2 separate regions of the Mus musculus genome follow, and region 1 is linked to region 2. A link is a contact called in public HiChIP or PLAC-seq data. All regions are on one chromosome and are shown on one strand. The core of a region is the stretch at or near the end of the contact, and the rest is flanking DNA. Distances in the headings are between cores, read along the strand shown.

Region 1 (4,476 bases), core at 738-3,237, 580 kb before region 2:
GCCTGGCTTCCAGGTATTCTCAAACTGGGTTTCTCAAAAAAAAAAAAAAAAAAAAAAAGCTTCTTTCTTGCTCTGAACCAAGTACTGGCATATTGAAGATAAGCATAGACACTGATTATTCTAAAAGCTTACGTTATCTACAGCAGTATTTTTCTTCTAAGAGATGAATACCAGGAAAATGCCTTCAAATGACTATTTTTAAATGCTCAGAAGTAATCTAATCCTACCACCTGGTCATGCAGTGTTAGGGTGGTCAGCCACCAACCCCAGCAGTCCCCTCTACTCTCTTACGGAACAACCAGAGTAATCTTGGGACTTAGAATGAGATTCTGAAGACCTTAGACTCATCCATCCCCAGGTTTTGCCAAACTGAAATAGACTACAGTCAAGTATTTAACGAAACTCACACAATGTAATTACAGCTAAGTGTTTCCTAGAGAATATGGCAAGCTGAAAGGCATATATATTCAACAAATGACACTTACTTTTCTAGTATCACCTCTGATGTGACAGGGTTTTAATTTTCAAACTTAACTATTCAGTGTGATTCATTTTAATTCTCAGTTTAAAAATTCAAGCAGCACAGAAAAAAAGCCCTTGATCACTCAGTCTCTTCCCTCACGACCCTCCTTAGTTCTCCCTGCTGTCACCAGCATTTCTCTAGTATCATCTTGGAATGCAGACTGTTAAGGAATATACTATACTCCAACATTGTACAAGCAACAAACAAAAAACAGCCAAATAAAACCACCAAAACAACAGCAAAAGGCAACAGCACACATTTCTGTAACTACATATTTGCTTGGTTTATTTTCTGAGATAGGGTTTCGCATGACTCAGTCTGGCCTGCTCTCCATCAGGGACCTTCAGTTTCTGATCCTCTTGCTTCTAACCTCCCAGTTGCTGGGGACTGAACCCAGGACTTCATTTTTGTTTTTGTTTTCCGAAACAAGAGTTTTTCTGTGTAGCCCTGGCTGTCCTGGAAGTTTTTTTCTTTTAATTTGAGTGAGGGTGTCACTATATAATCTAGGCTGGCCTTGAATTTGTGGTCTTCCTGCCTCAACTTCCTAACGCAGCTTGCATTTGTAGTTCCAATGTCCCTATCTTTTGTTCACAAATGTAACTACCACCTCTGTGCTGACGATCCCCAAAGCCAGTGCTGAGCGTTCTTACCAGCCAGAATCAGATGCATTGCTGCCTACGCCAACAGCCTTTGCTACCTCCTGTGCCACCGGTGCCTAAGACTCAGTGCAACTACAACTCAAACATCCTGTCCCCAACAGGTGTTTCCCCTCTACCTCATCCGAAACAACATCACCCCCTCAGATCAGAAATCTGACATCATCAGCTCCTTCCTAGCACCAAAGCCTATCAATTCTAATCAGTGTGTTCTTCTTACATATGTCTGCTGCCACCGACTTTGACTTCATCCATTTTAACTAGTTTCACTAGTTTTTAGAATTTGGTTTTCTTAGCCTCAATACCCACTACCTTTAACATAAGAATGATATTTAGAAAGTACAAACTCTTGAGTAAGAAAATATAATCTCTACTCCATGCTATACCTGGCCTAGTACCTGCTGAGTTCTCCTGTTTTATCTTACAAAGCTACACTGTATTCAATTTCCCTAGAGCACCCACAGTGGTTTCATGTGCCTTTGTGCAAGCTATTTCCTCTTAGAAGTACCCACAGGCCAAACTTCTCAACTTGAAGACAGACGCAGGTTAGGCAATCTTTTCTGTGAAATCCCTGACACCATCTTACCTCACAGGCAATCTCAATGTGTCCTCCTTCTGAGCTAGTAAACTGTACATGCACTCCTCCCCAGGCTTCCTTCTGTGTGGACTACTGCTTATAAGCTCTCTGAGGTCTGGCATGTGTTACACTTTCAATAAGAATGTCCCCATAGGCTCATAGATCTGAATGCTTAGTCATCAGGGAGTGGCATTGCTTGAGAAAGATTAGAAGGTGTGGCCTTGTAGATGTGTCACCTGGAGACAGGCGGGCTTTGAAGTTTCAAAGGTCGCAGTCAGGTCCATGCCTCTAGATCAGGATGTAGGTAGACCTCTCAGTTACTTTTCCAGCACCACGTCTGCCTGTGTGCCACCATGCTCCTTGACATGATGACAATGGGACAAACTTCTGAATCTGTAAGCAAGCCCCACCTAAATGCTTTATTTTGTCAGCCTTGGTTGTGGTTGGTGTCTCTTCACAGCAATAGGACAGTAACTAAGAGAGTCTGCATCAGAGGGATCACTTAATACTTCATTAGTATTATTAAATACAGAGTCTGCCCAAGAGACATTCTCAATAAATCCTTATGTGATCGACACACATTTTTAAGGAAAAATAAACTCAACTCAATACAATATTCTGACTTAACTCATGTAAGGATTCTACTCACACATCTCTTTAAAAACAAACAAACAAAAAACAAAAAAAACAAAAAAAACCCCTATAGTATATCAGGGCAGCATGCTATCCCCATGGAACTTACAGTAGTAGAGGGCACCTTGGGACTGGTACAGAAGAAGCCTAGAACCTGCTATGTAAAACAAGCTGTTCTAGACCCACAAAGATCCACCTGCCTCTGCCTCCCACACCTGGCTATAAAACTCTGGCTTTAAAACCTCAGTTTTACTCTACTATCTGGGAAAATCCGGAAAGACTGCTTGGTGTAGGGGACAGTCTCAAGCAGGAATGATGAGAAAAACAGGTATCCCACCTTGGGCTACTAAGCCTGTTTGTTCAATTGTATGTGTTCTAGGCTACCTCCAGGACAGTTGGTCAATTCTTAAGCAAAGGGCTTGAGAAAACAGGACTGCCTTCTGACAACCTAAACACAAGCAACTGTGCTCACCCTCATCATTAATTCTGTTTATTTGAGTTCCTTGAGGCAAGGTTTGCTGCATGCACCAGGCTGACCTTCAAAGTCACATCATTCTCTTGTCATTTGCTTTCCAATGCTGAGATTACAGCAAGAGCCACATCATACAAGGCTCTGTGTGTGCACTTTGTTCAGGATATGTAAGCAATCTACCAGCTGGGCTACATCCTGTTCCCTTGGTTTTGTTTTTTGTTTTTTGAGAGGCAGGTCTCACATAGCCCATATTGGCCTCTAACTCATTGTGATCCTCCTGTCTCAGACTCTGGAGTACCTGGATTATGGGTATATGCCACCGTGCCCAATTGTTGGCAAGTTGTTAAATGTACACTGCCTCTGAGATAAACCAGTGAACTGGACATTGATATGGATGATAACGAGGCAAATAACCATGAAAAAAAATCTCACCAAATACACAGCCTGCCACTCACATCACACAGAAGTTCACAGAACGTACAGAAAGTGGAGGGGCAACCTATGACACCGTCAGAAAGAAAAACTGATTCCAACTGAAAATGATAGAATTTAAAACGTAGTTCTCAAACCTATTCATCGGAGGATCTCACTTCATTCCAAAAATTAGAGGACTCCAAAGTGATTTTATGTTATTAAAATTACCAAGACATATCATACCAAACATTTAAAAGTATGAATTATTATAAATTTATTAGTTTATTAAAAGATACCAACAACAAGGCCATGTGTGTGGTCTACACCTTTGATTCCAGCACTCACGAGTAAAGCAGGCAGATCTCTGAATTACAGGCCAGCCTGTTCTACACAGTGAGTTCTTGTCCAGCCAGGGCTACATAGTGAGATTCTTTTCTCAAAAAAGGAGGTAAGAGAAGAGAAGAGAGGGGAGGGGAGGGGAGGGAAGGGGAGAAGGGAGGAGGGGAGGGGAGAGACAGGGGAGAGGGGGAGAGGGGGGAGAGAGGTGAGGAGAGAGAGGAGAGGAGAGAGAAGGGAAAGAGGGGGAGGGGGAGAGGGGGAAGAGGGGGAGATGGGGAGAGGGGAGAGAGAGGGGAAAGGGGGGAGAGGAGAGAGAGGGGGGAGGGGAGAGGGGGGAGAGGAAAGGAGGAGAAGAGAAGAGAAGAGAAGAGAAGAGAAGAGAAGAGAAGAGAAGAGAAGAGAAGAGAGAAGGAAGGGTATCAACAATAAATCATTACATTTTCAAAATTGAAATTATCATCTTTCAAGGAATTACTAATATGAGAAAGGACCAGTGCCTTATATTTAAGCAAGGTTCTTTAAAGCTTGGCTTAAGATACAGCAGCTATCCTGGGCGTGGTGGCACATGCCTTTAATCCCAGCACTCGGGAGGCAGAGGCAGGAGGATTTCTGAGTTTGAGGCCAGCCTGGTCTACAAAGTGAGTTCTAGAACAGCCAGGGCTATACAGAGAAACCCTGTCTCAAAAAAAAAAAAAAAAAAAAAAAAAAAAAAAAAAAAACCAAAAAGATACAGCATACACACACACACACACACACACACACACACATACACACATACATACATATACTAACGTGTGCTTTTTTTTCTTGGTCTTGGGCAGCAGAGAATGTCCTGGATTCTCTAGAAAATTCTATTGTGCCC
Region 2 (3,936 bases), core at 418-2,917:
CCAGCAGAGTCTTTTCCCTGCACGTCCGCATCACTGCACCTGATGTCCTTGGTCTTCTGGGTGAGCAAGACTCAACCTCGGCCCTCTCACAGCCGTATCCCACTCCTCTTTCGGCAGAGCCCGGAACCAAGCAGCCTCCTCATCAGCGTGAGGTCTGTTGCCTCAGCACCCCCTATCACTGGCTTCCCAGGACCCGCTGGGAGGAAGGCACTGGCTTCTGACTTGGCCTGCCTCACCCCAGGGCAGGATCTAGCAGAAGCAGAACTGCAGCTGCCTGGTGGGCCTGGCCTACTAACTGCACCCCATTGGGAAGCCAGCTCTCTGAGTTAGCTCAGCTGCCAGCTGGCTGACCTGCAGCCCAGGACTAGCATTCCTTGGCCAGCTCTCTCTGGTACTTCCTTGTCTTGCTCCTCTGTGGCTGTTAATAACCCCTCTGCTTCCCTGGACTTTTCCAGTGACATCCAGTGACAGGCACCCACTCCTGTTATTCGCTACTCTGGATCTAGGAGTTTGGGCTGAAAGGTGGAAAGGGGATAGCCACCCAGAGGTAACGGGCACTCGCAGAGGCCACAGCTCTTCCGGGGGAAGCTGAAGCAGGTGGAGGAGTCTTGAGGGAGCAGTGTCTGTCTGGCCTTTGGTAGCTGGGGTCCACAGGACGGCATCTTGCTAGTCTTTAAACGTGTCAGGAGGCACTCGTGATGGTTTGTAAGCTACCTGCAGCTTTCCCGCTTGGCCCTGTCTTAGGATGCCTGTGGTCTGGACTCCAGCCTCCTGTGTGGACCAGCAGCAATGCAGTCTGTACTCAGGCCACAGCCCAGGGCTGTGGTTGAACCTGCAGCACGTCATGACTCACTGCCCGAGGGTTCCATGGCCCCCGCAAAGGTCAGGAAGCTTGTCTTGCTTTGGCACTGGCCCTCTGTGTCTACACAAAGTTGTGCCCAGGCTGCACTCTGAGGCTAGACTAAGGTGCCGTCATCACGCTCTGCTCGCCGTGGTCCACGCTCCAGAGTCGGTAGAACTCAGCAAAGTCCACATAGGGCTCCACACGGCCATCCTCTCCGGGTGGAAGTGAGTGAGCCGGTCTGGAGCGGAAGAGGCCCCCGTCAGAGCTGGAGCTGCTGCTCTGGGTGTGCGTGTTGGTGGACTGCAGGGTCAGAGTGGGGCTCTGGCTACAGAAGAAGAGAGAGCAGTCAGTCTGGGGGAGCTGCATCAGGGGCCCTCAACTTCCCACCGGTGAAAAGAGCGGCCCTTTAGGCTCAGGCCTCTCTCTCTCTCCCCAGTATCCTACAGAAGTCAGCTGGGTGAGATGTTTTTAAAGACAGGCTGACCTAGGTGACAGAATAAGACTCAGCGCCAGGGGAGGAGATCTGTGAGGCTCGGGCAGTCAGGCTGAGAAGCGTGAAGCTTGCCTGCTTGGCTTTGTGGACACAGCTGCTGGTTTCCTGGGGAAGCCTGGTGGGGAGGGAGGGCTATGCTGATTGTGCTGGGGACAGCACACGGCTACCCAGGATGCCCAGATGTCTACCAGGCCCTTCCATCCACAGAGGTGGTGGCAGGAACAGCAGCAGCACAGACTTGGGGACAGATGGAGGCCCTCTAAAGAGGCAGAGGGAGAGGCAGAGGAAAACAGGGGCACTCCCTCCCTGCCAGCCCTTCTAATTGGCCACATCCGGCTAAGCTCTAAGTGGAGAGGGGCTGGGTGTGGCAGCTGTATTATTCCATCGGTGCAGGGCTGGAATGTGGAAACCAGATCCCCCCCTCCCCCGGAGAGGTGGGGTGGGAGCAAAGTACAAAGTCACAGAAGTACAGGGAGCGGTTGGACAAGAGACCTGTCAGGCAGGTCTGCACCATGCCCCTCCTCTCAGGCCATGACCTCCACCCCCAGTGCCCCTTACACTAGACAGCTGACAGCCATGGCATGCCACAGTGAGAGAGCAGCAGCTCTGACAACCCAGTACAGGCCAGGCAATGTCCCCAACTACAGATGCATGAAGCCAGTGGCCCTGGGTTACAAACTCCAAGACAGAAGAAAAACACGAGAGAAGCTGCCCATGGATGAAAGCTGAGACGTCAGTCAGCTGCCTTGCTTCTTTCTCGGGTCCCCTGTCCACCTTGCCCTGAATCTCCACTTGTCCCAGGTCCAGTTCAATACCTGCTAGAACCTGTGTCTAATAAGACTCCCTACCCAAAAGGTGAGGGTGGAGAATTGGAGGCCAAAGATCCAGAGTCCCCAGACCCCAGCCTCTCTCATCCTGCCCCACTGAGCCCTAGGATTTGGTTGCCCAGCTGTTTCTCTCCAGGTTCCCATGTCTGTCTCTAGAGTAGGATGGCTTACTTAGTGAGTGTGGGAGTGGCTTCGTCCAGAGTGGAGGCACTGTGAGAGCCGTTGACCATCTGGCCCTGAGAAGGCATGACGAGGGACAGAGTCACACTAGTCTTGCTGGTGCTCTGGGCACTTGAGTAGGGCACAGAAACAGGGTACACACGGCCCCCTGCAATAGGAGAGAGAGAGAGAGCAGGGGGGGAGGGGAATCAGTCGGAGGAAACCAAGGTAGTGGCCTCAAGGCTTCTCTTGAGTGACAAGGGCTATGTGAGGGCTGAGAGGCCCCTAAGCCCCACTGTGGCCCTCCACCCCTGGGGTGGCCCAGGGTAGATGTCCCTTGGTACGAGTATCTTCCAGAATAGCAGTGGGACCTCTATCCAGCAAAGAAACCCACTGGGGATCAAGGTGGGAGTGGAATAAAGTGCTGGATGGGCTCTGAGAAAGGGCTACTAAACCTTAATACAGAGGGTAGACTGTTTCCTGTTGAGGCAGGCCCAATGAAAATACGGTTACAAGTGCAGGCCAGAGGGACTCCAGCTCCCCAGTGTCCATGGAGAGCAATGGGAGGTGAGAGCTCCACAGTTTGTTTGTTTAAAAACAGAAAAGGAAATGCAGCGCTTGGGAGCAGTACAGAAGGTCTCACTGCTGCCCAGGCAGCTTGACTCAAGGACTTAAAAGGAAAAAGGGATGGAGTGAAGTATCTCCACACAATGCCCGGCTGGGGCAGACCATCTGTCTCATACCTGACCTCACCCAGGTCTCTCCAGGCTAGAGCCTTTCTCCTTTCTGTCAAGGTTGCTGGTAAGGGTGAGAAGTGACAAGGAGGCTAGGAGGGACCTCTGCCATCTGCCTTTGTGACTGTACATGATATGCTCATGCAGCAAGACTTCCAGGATGGTCAGGACAAGTGCTCCTTATTTTACAGACAGAGTAAAGACCTGCAGCTCAGAGTCCAGAACTCTACAGCTGGAGTTGAGCAAGGCCAGCCCCCTGGCTCCATACGCACTCCAAGCAGCCAACTTCATGGTATCAGCCCGTCCGTGTTGCCTCCAGCCCAGGACTCATCTCAGGTGTACCTACGTGGCATACATACCTGGGGCAGGGGTCGGTGTAGGCTGGCTCATTTCACCCAATGGATAGCCAAAGTTCCTCACCAGCAGGGTCATGTCTTCATGCCGTGGGCAGAACTTGGCACGCTCCCCACCACTGGCAAAGGTGTCACTGTGGATCCGCTTTACACGGTCTACCACAGCCTGGGCAACCGCATCCAGGGAGGTCTGCTTGGCAAACTCGGTGTCAATCATCGCGGCAATCTCCTGGGGTGTGGAGGGAGGACGTGATGAGGAATCAGGGTGATCGGGGGTGGGAGGTGAGGTGGGAGGGGGCTGTGTAGGAGACTTAGAGATCACTAGCCCAGCAAGAGAAGGGAGTCTCTGCCAGTCAATTGCAACCTGAGCTTTCCAAGCTGTTCAGGACAATCCTTCTGGAACGCACTGATTAGAAAAGGTGTGGGACCTTGTGCTCTCCCTACCGGCTTCCACACCTCTAAGTGGGTTGTCGCCGGAATTACATAACTCACGGGTACAAGGTTACTCAGGACTGCTAAGAAACGC

Evidence for each region. HiChIP or PLAC-seq counts read pairs in DNA pulled down with a chosen protein or histone mark.
Region 1: a FOXA1 HiChIP or PLAC-seq map of pancreatic cancer cells shows a contact between it and region 2. The contact joins two enhancer-like sites. A contact is called at or near these places in 1 of 115 datasets of contacts at active chromatin or transcription factors (pancreatic cancer cells) and 1 of 9 other capture datasets (embryonic stem cells).

Annotation. Positions count from the first base shown.
Region 1 is chr15:80,740,577-80,745,052 of GRCm38.p6, reverse strand. The region is part of intron 1 of Tnrc6b (trinucleotide repeat containing 6b); the gene reads right to left. Among named protein-coding and RNA genes, the nearest start is that of Tnrc6b, 32 kb to the right of the region's middle. Within about 2 kb of position 1,987, at least 108 of the 459 cell types and tissues checked have an H3K27ac peak or open chromatin away from gene starts, as enhancers often do. A contact at or near this core is called in pancreatic cancer cells, where this site is marked.
Region 2 is chr15:80,157,307-80,161,242 of GRCm38.p6, reverse strand. It overlaps Tab1 (TGF-beta activated kinase 1/MAP3K7 binding protein 1), which reads right to left. Exons shown (of 11, transcript NM_025609.3): 9 at 3,417-3,639; 10 at 2,336-2,492; 11 at 1-1,169. The coding sequence ends at 962. Among named protein-coding and RNA genes, the nearest start is that of Gm31253, 11 kb to the right of the region's middle. Within about 2 kb of position 1,667, at least 149 of the 459 cell types and tissues checked have an H3K27ac peak or open chromatin away from gene starts, as enhancers often do. A contact at or near this core is called in pancreatic cancer cells, where this site is marked.